Linked DNA regions of Macaca mulatta: region 2 is linked to region 1. Evidence: chromatin contacts called from public Hi-C data. All regions are on one chromosome and are shown on one strand. Each heading gives the region's core, a stretch centred on a gene start, on an enhancer-like site or on the middle of the called end of the contact. The rest is flanking DNA. Distances are from core to core; before and after follow the strand shown.

Region 1 (4,115 bases), core at 722-3,221:
GGCAAAAAAGAAAACTGCAAATGTCACAGTACAAATCCTATTGTTCACTATCCTGGGTGCCATCAAAGCAACGTGCATGTAAGGTTTTACCTAATACAGCGGTTCTGACAACATTATGCTTGTTAGGTTTTCTTAAGACAACAAAATGGACTTGCATTCTGGGAGCACACACTGACAGACAAATCTGTCCTCTCATCACTATATTCCCAGCTTCTGGACACAGAACACAGTGATCCCTCAATTAGTGGATACTTGTGATAAGAAAGAATTGAGGATTTGGGAGGAGTGCAGAGGAGAAAGATTGGTCACAGGCAGGTAAGCGTGAAGGGACCAGACTCACCAGGTCAAGCAAACAGTCACTGGCCAATGCCTGCTCCAGAACCTTAGGAAAAAGGCAGAGGTGCGGCGTGGATTCCATTTCTCTCCAGAATCCAGTAAACTAGACTAGCCTTTGAGTAAAATCAACTGAAAGGGACGACAGATGCAAACTACCTATGAGATGCTAAGTGATATTTGTAGCCAAAAGAAAATGAATACACTTTCCCTGTATTCCCAGCAAACGTGGAAATCCGCAAACCACTCCTGACTCTCCCTAGCACTAAGTGAGTACTCAACAAACACCTCTGGAAAAGAACCCCGCCCTCTTCTGGAGAAGCTGCAATGTTTCCGCCCAGAGCTCGGTCCCCCCCAACACAGCACCCCAGGCATGCGTCCCACCCCGAACGCCCAGGCGCGCTGACCCAGCGGGACACCTCCCTGGTGCGCGCAAGTCTCCCAAACTTCCTCCCGCCGCCCCGGTCCGGGTCAATTCAAGGAGGGTAGCATTCCCTCCCGACAGCAAGGCGGGTGGGGCTGGCCGCCGGGACCCTGCGGGGTGGCGGTAGGCGTCCCAAGGTCACCGCCCTTCGCACCACCCGAGCCCGGACCGCCTCGGACAGCGGTCTCGTGACTCCAGCGCCCAGCAGCCTGGGCTAGCCCTGCAGTTTGTGGTTGGGGAGCCTGTCCCGGGCAGGGGGAAAGGTGGGAGCCCAGGGACCCCCGGCGCGTGGGGCTGCGTCAGGGCAGGTGTCGGGCTGGGAAGGCCACCTCCGCCCCAAGAGACCCGGGAGCGGCTTAAGTTTGTCCCTACCCGCCCGCTGCTCCCTGCCCATGCAGAGGCACCCGCTCCCCGCCTCCAAGAAGAGGGTCGGCGCTTCCCCGAGGTGGATACACCTGAGGAAGGGGGCGGGGCGCCCCTATCGTACCCAGGGCCCGCTCAGTCAGCCGCCCCGCGGCTTGGCCCTCTCTTAGCAGGAACCCCGACGTGTCAGGGAAGGAGGAGGCGTTCTTACCTCCGGGAGACCCTGGCCCTCCGGCCCCTTGGGCAACCCCATGATCCGACCGGGCTGTCGTAAGGCGAGAGCGAAGCCCGCCAAGCGTCCGGAGGAAGCTGTCCCTGTCGCGGAGCTGCTACCGGGGTAAGTGCAAAGCGGAAACTTCCTCCGCCACCGCCGCCGCCGCTGCTGCTGCCGCTGGCCGGGAGCGCCACGGCCGGGCAGAGCATGCGCGCTGGGGCCTGAGCGCGGCGCCACTGCGCCTGCGCCACAACAGCCCGGGGAGCAGTGGGCTGGGCTGCGGGTTCTGGGGTTGTGCTGGATCTTCGCGCCGATTCTCTGAAGTTTTCTCCCAGGCGCTGCTTGAGAGGTGCTCCTCCTGCATCTTGAGGACATTTTGCATTTCAGCTCCCTTCCCATCTCGCTGGCATCGGATACCCCAAGTGGGTCCTGTCTCCTCCGTGAATCAGACTTCGGAAACTCCCTCGCTTCAGGGTCAGAGTCCAAGTACACATGAGCTTGAGGATTCTGAATGCATGCCCAGCTCTAGCCCTTAGAAACGCACGCTTGGACAGATTTCTCCATATACATCCCAGGAACGGACCCCTTGAGAAGGAATTCTTCATGCCGGCTGCCCTCTCCAGCGTCCTGGCCAGTGGCATCGCGATCCCAGGAAACCTCGCTTTAGATATTGCCCACCACCCCGCCCCATTCACGGTTTCTGGGTCTTCCTGGAGGAATGACATCTCAGAGACTGCGGACTCCTGTGTTCACGTCATTTTAGCCGCCGCGTCCCTTATTTGGTGTACCCCTTGTCGGTCCCGGAGGATGGCAACTAGACAAGAGGTCGCAGGCCCCCACACCCGCTCCAAAACGGCTCTTGGCTTTTTGTTTCTTTTAAGCGATGAGGAAAGAGATGACTTCCGTGAAAACTTTTGCTTCCCTCTGTATATGTGTGTGGGATGGGAAGTGTCAGACACTTAGCTCCTTGAGATCAAAAAGGTTTTGTGTTTGCTTTCCTCCCTTCTTTGCATCCCTAGCATCTTTAAAAGAGTAGGCAGGCGCGGTGACACATGCGTGTAATCCCAGCACTTTGGCGGTCGAGGCAGGAGGATCGCTTGAACCCAGGAGTTGGAGACCAACCTGGGCAACATAGTGAGACCTCCATCTCTACAAAAAAATAAGAAAATTAGCCGGGTGCCAGTGGTCCCAGCTAGCCGGTAGGCTGAGGTGGGAGAATTGCTTGAGCCGGGAAGGTTGAGGTTGCAATGAGCTATGATAACACCACTGCACTCCAGCCTGGGTGACAGAGCAAGACCCTGTCTAAAAATTATATATATGTATGTGTGTATATGTATATATGTGTATATATATGTGTGTGTGTATATATATGTGTGTATATATATATGCAGTGATGTTTTCTATTTTATTTTTATTTTATTTTTGCACCTTTTGTACTCCTCCTGGAGTTTATCCTGATAGACAGTGGTTTGTCTGGAGCCAGAGCTCACAAGTAGTTGGAAGTGCCCTAAGGACACCATTTTGTTCTTAAATATAACTAGCAAATATTACTCAAAACTGTGCACCATCCCCAACCCCTGGTCCCCAATAATTTGAATAATGTGAATATGCAAGTTAAGGTATTGAGACGGGAACCCTCCTGTGTGGTATATCTTGCTCTTATGCTTTGTAAAGCCAATAAACCTCAATTTCTACTCTCATAACTTCCCAAATGTGTTGTTTTTGTAGTTTTAAAACTGTCCTTCACTGAAATGGTATAGGTTGATGGGGCATGGAGAGTGACAATCATTTGTGGCCACTGTTGAGTGACCAGACAGGTACTGATGCCTAGGAACAGGTAGTAAGATCTCATAGAGCAGGCAAGCCTAAACAGCTGTATATAATAGCAGCCTGGAGACTAAGACCTGGAGAATAACAGGACTCAGGCCACACCCTGAGTTTCCTGTTATAATACTTCTGCAATGTTTTAAATAAGGACGAGTAGCTAATTTCCTCAGTAAAAAACTGTCCTTCCCAAGTGTGGTGGCTCATGCCTGTAATCCCAGCACTTTGAAAGGCCGAGGCGGGCGGATCACCTGAGGTTGGGAGTTCGAGACTAGCCTGACCAACATGGAGAAATGCTGTCTCTACTAAAAATACAAAATTAGCTGGGCGTGGTGGTACGTGCCTGTAATCCCAGCTACTCGGGAGGCTGAGGCAAGAGAATCACTTGAACCTGGGGGGCGGAGGTTGCGGTGAGCTGAGATTGTGCCACTGCACTCCAGCCTGGGCAACAAGAGCGAAACTCCGTCTCAAAAAAAAGAAAGAAAAGAAACTGTCCTATGTTGTTACGACAGGTATAGGGTGACAGCAACAGAGTTGAGGGGCATGGGGCATGCTTAAAAAAAATAAATAAATAAAAATAAAAAAAAAAAGGTCTCAGCAAAACAGCCATGATATCAGTCAAGAAAGTTTGAACAGGGCTAGGTGGCACCTGCTTGTAGCCCCAGCAACTTGGGAGGCTGACGCAGGAAAATCGCTTGAGTTCCAGAGTTCTGGGCTTTAGTAAGCTATGCCAGTCAGATATCTGCACTAAGACTGGCATCAATACAGTGACCTCCAGGGAGCGAGGTTGCCTAAGGAGTGGTGAACTGGCCCAGGTCAGAAACAGAGCAGGTTAAAACTTCTGTGCTGATCAGTAGTGGGATCATGACCATGAATAACCACTGCACTTCAGCCTGGGCAATATAGAAAGACACTGTCTCTTAAGCAAAAAGAAAAAGAAAGTTTGAGTAGCCCATA
Region 2 (4,115 bases), core at 1,212-3,711, 190 kb before region 1:
AATACTGAATGACAGACTCCAACCCCAGACCCCTTCCCAAGGCTAGGATGTTGCTCCTGTCATGTGCTTCCTTTTCATTGCATCCATCATAGTTTACCATAATTGTTTAATATTCTGTCTTCCCCATGTAAGCGCTGTAAGCTCCACACAGGTGAGCCAGGTCTATCTTGTCCACCATTTTATACCCAGGATTTAGCACATGCCTACCACACACTCTTAGCACAAAAATGCTCAAAAAATAATTGCATAATGACTATATTATGTGATTGTTTTATGGCGAATGACCATATTCTGAGGAGAGAGACCCCTGTGACAGAGAGCCCAAGCAAGAAGTTTTAAAGACTGATACTCATTCTGAATAGATACTGGGATAGGCTCCAGCTGTGAGGAACAATAGGATTTTCAGAAGCATGTGATTGTTACTTCACCCTCACAGATAATTTTTGAGTAGCTAACCCAATGACATTGTTTTCTTTGCTAGAGTAACTGCTGATGTGGCCTTAGAAATTCACTCTGTTAAAAATAACTCTCAACCCTAATTTTGAGAGTTGATTTGATGTTATAATTTCTCATTCTTCTTCTTAAAATCCAGAAGAATTGGCATTGGTAGCTTTATCTACATTTCTTAGAAGGTTATCAATCCCTAACATTAAGCATTTCCATGCACCTCAAAGGATCGGCTTCTCTGATCTAAATGTCTTAAACAACTCGTAAATGTGTGTTTTTCTGGTTTTGAGGAAATGACTGCCAATCTTCCCTACTAGCTAGAAAAAGTCACTCTAGAAAAAAGGGAGTACCTTTCCATTACTACTACCAAAACACAGCCCCACAAATTTAAGTTACAACATAAAGGAAATAACAAATTTTGAGCACTTTCTATATAGACGTCAGTTATATCTATTTCAAAGTCACAGACCCAAAACTCACACATGTAATCATGTAAATATATACGTATGTACATAGAGATAAATAGATACATAGGTGTATATACATATATATGCTGATATATATATAAATTTAAACTGGCATATATATTTACACTGAGATAAATGTTTGTGTGTGTGTGTGTGTGTGCTTCAATTTCTGACTCATCCTTCAGCCTGCCTGATCACTAACAACTTAATCTAAGCACATTATTATTTGTTTGTCTTGGTTTTCCAGTCCAATCCAATGTGATTTCCAAGTCAATTCTTTCACATTCTGTTTAAACTCCCTTCCAAGTTTTCTCCCTCTCTGTTCCTCCCTATGATCACGTCTAATCTCCAGAGTCTCATGTTCTGCCACTCCAAGTAAACAGGTTAATCCAGGTTTCATGGACTCTTCCAGTTGTTCAGCTCAAACTGATTACTATTAAGGGGAATTTGAGTGCATTGGGCCAATTTTTAAAGACAAATATGAATTTGTATGGAAATCTCCAAGGATTTTAATGTTGATAACAATTTTTTAAAAAACTAAATACTGTATGCATACCCCTGTCTTCCTCTCCATCCCCCAAAAAAGATGACTATTAGCTAGTCAGATTGCAATTTCTGTCCTGGACTCCTGAAGGGTCCATGGGTATACTTAGGGAATATATAAACCTCTTTTTCAAACTGCAGTCAACCTATTATTAATGTAGTAAAGTTAATTTAAATTCATAGCAATCGGTATTTTTAGTAAGCTAAAAAGAATAATTTAGGATGGAATGAATGGACTTGGAGGAAAAATAGAGTGAAAAGCAAGAATATTATTTTGAGAAATGTCATATTTATGTGTGTATGTGTACCAAGTGACACAGAAATTGTATTTCTGAGGAGAGTGGCCAAACAAGTTTAGAAACGCATGTATATAATTTAGTTTTATTCAGTTTCCCAAATACAGTCATCCCTCAGTATCCACAAGGGATTGAGTCCGGGACCCTCTATGGGTACCAATATCTTAGGATACTCAAAACCCTTACATTCAATAGTGTAATATTTGCATTTATTTTACACCCAACCTCCAGTATACTTTAAATCATTTCTAAATGACTTGTAATACCTTATGCAACCTAAATGCTATGAAAGTGGTCATTAAACTGTATTATTTTTAATTTTTTTTTGTAATGTTTTCAATGGGGGAGTTGGTTGAATCCACAGATAGGTAACCCAGGTATAGGGAGGGTCAACTCTCTAATTCTGCACCCACAGAGGACAGGAACATAAAAATGCCGACTCCCTATGGACGGCTTCCCCTCCACGCTCTTTCTTCAATCTTCCTCTAGGGGGTGCTCAAATTAGCTTTAGCACAGCGTGAAGCCAGTGCAGGGCCTGGCCTCCACTTCTCCAGGGGGCGATGCAAAGATTTTGGTCGCTAAAGGTATCGTGGTGCGCGCGTCTGGAAGCATTTCCGCTCTGGAGCATCGTCGTTCCGCCGGGTACCAGCGTTCCTGTGACGCACTTCCGGTTAGCTGAGCTGCGCACATGTGACCGGAAGGGAAGTAACGTCAGCCTTGAGAACTGAGTAGCGGTGCCGTGTGGCGCCTTGTTCTAGAGAACTGAATAGCTGTACTGTGTGGCGCCTTGTTCTAGGCACTTCTTGGACACCATGTCTCACCTGCCGATGAAACTCCTGCGTAAGAAGATCGAGAAGCGCAACCTCAAATTGCGGCAGCGGAACCTAAAGTTGCAGGGTGAGATGCGTTGACTCGCGATGGCTCAGGAGTCCCACGCGCCAGTCCTGGCGCGTTCGGGCGGCCGGGGGCCCAGCTGCTCCGAGTGACGGAGGCAGCGTCCCCTGCAGAGTGTGTGACTGGGGAGAGTGAAAAGGCGGCCTCCACTCGGGGCCTGCGCTGCTGCCGACTAGTCGCGTGGCTCCAGCGCTGCTCCTGACCTTTCTGAGCAGTTTCTTCTTACAGCGTTAGAGCAGGAGGCCTCCCGGTTCGTTTCTAAGCTTGCAGCTAACCCTGCCTTTTGCATTTCCACCTTACCTTTTGATTCCCTCACCACCTGCAAGTCGCACCTCACCCCATCCCTCATTTCCGGTTAGGCTACATGGAACGTTCTCATTTACACCCACTTTTCACATCATTTAATTCCCGTATTTCTTTCTCCGAAAGCCCGTCTCGCTGTTTCTAGAGCTTCTTTGATACTATTGCCTTCCTCTACCCACCTCCACACACACTCGTAGCACTTTCTCACAAGAGCTTCTACATATTTGTGTCCTGCGCGGTCACCTAAATGAAAAGGATTTTACATGAATGTCACCTTTCTTACCTACCTCATTTGCAGTCCCAGTGTCCTGACAATGGGGCCACAGATCTTGAAGTAATTGTGTTAACTTATTGTCCAGGTTAAGATATAAACTACCCGAGGGAAAGGTTGGAGGCACAGTGCCTTGCCCCAGTAGGTTTTCAACAGACATTAATTGAAAAAAATTCTGCAGGAGGCAATAGGTTTGTGAATTTTAGGAATATGTTTTGAAGTACTCTTATATTTCTAATTCCTATAGAATAATACTACAGCGTTACTAACTACTTTTCAGTGCCTGTGTAAGTAGATTTGAACAAAAGATGGTGTTTTCTCTTTTTCAGTAAACACACAGGAAGCCTTTGGTAAGGACATTCTCAGATACAGTCATGCGTCACATAACAGGAGGGGGGATACATTGTGAGAAATGCGACATTAGGGGCTTTTGTCGTTCTGCGAACAGCTTATAGTTACACAAACCTAAATCTGCTACACACCCAGGCTACATAGTATAGCCTGTTGCTCTTAAGCTGTCATCCTGTACAGCATGTTACTGTACTATACTGAGAGAATTGTAACACAATGGTAAGTGTATGTATTGCTAAATATATCTAAACATAGAAAAGGTACAGTAAAAATACCGGTACATATGACATGAGAGATTTTTAGAAATGGTACATCTGTATAGAGTACTTACCATGAATGGAGTTTGCAGGACTGGAAGTTACCCTGAGCGAGTCAGTGAGTGGTGAGTGAATGTGAAGGCCTAGGACATTACTGTACGCGACTATAGACTTTATAAACACTGTACACTTGGGCTATACTGTTTAGTTTTTTAATACTTTTATTCTTAAATTAACCTTAGCCTGCTGTAACTTTTACCTTATAAACTTGTTAAGGAGTTATACC

What was found. Hi-C and Micro-C count contacts between places; a contact is called where the count stands out from the background.
Region 2: a contact with region 1 is called in a Hi-C map of cortical neurons, with 5 times the contacts expected there. The contact joins the promoter of DDX18 here to the promoter of CCDC93 in region 1. A contact is called at or near these places in 3 of 14 Hi-C or Micro-C datasets (CD4 T cells, cortical neurons and fetal cortex germinal zone).

What each region holds. Positions count from the first base shown.
Region 1 is chr12:19,498,263-19,502,377 of T2T-MMU8v2.0, reverse strand. CCDC93 (coiled-coil domain containing 93) reads right to left here and starts at 1,971. Exons shown (of 24, transcript XM_077956867.1): 1 at 1,332-1,971. The coding sequence starts at 1,733. LOC144333367 (a long non-coding RNA gene) reads left to right here and starts at 1,291. Exons shown (of 2, transcript XR_013401954.1): 1 at 1,291-1,457; 2 at 1,722-3,034.
Region 2 is chr12:19,684,754-19,688,868 of T2T-MMU8v2.0, reverse strand. DDX18 (DEAD-box helicase 18) reads left to right here and starts at 2,461. Exons shown (of 12, transcript XM_077956868.1): 1 at 2,461-2,650. The coding sequence starts at 2,566.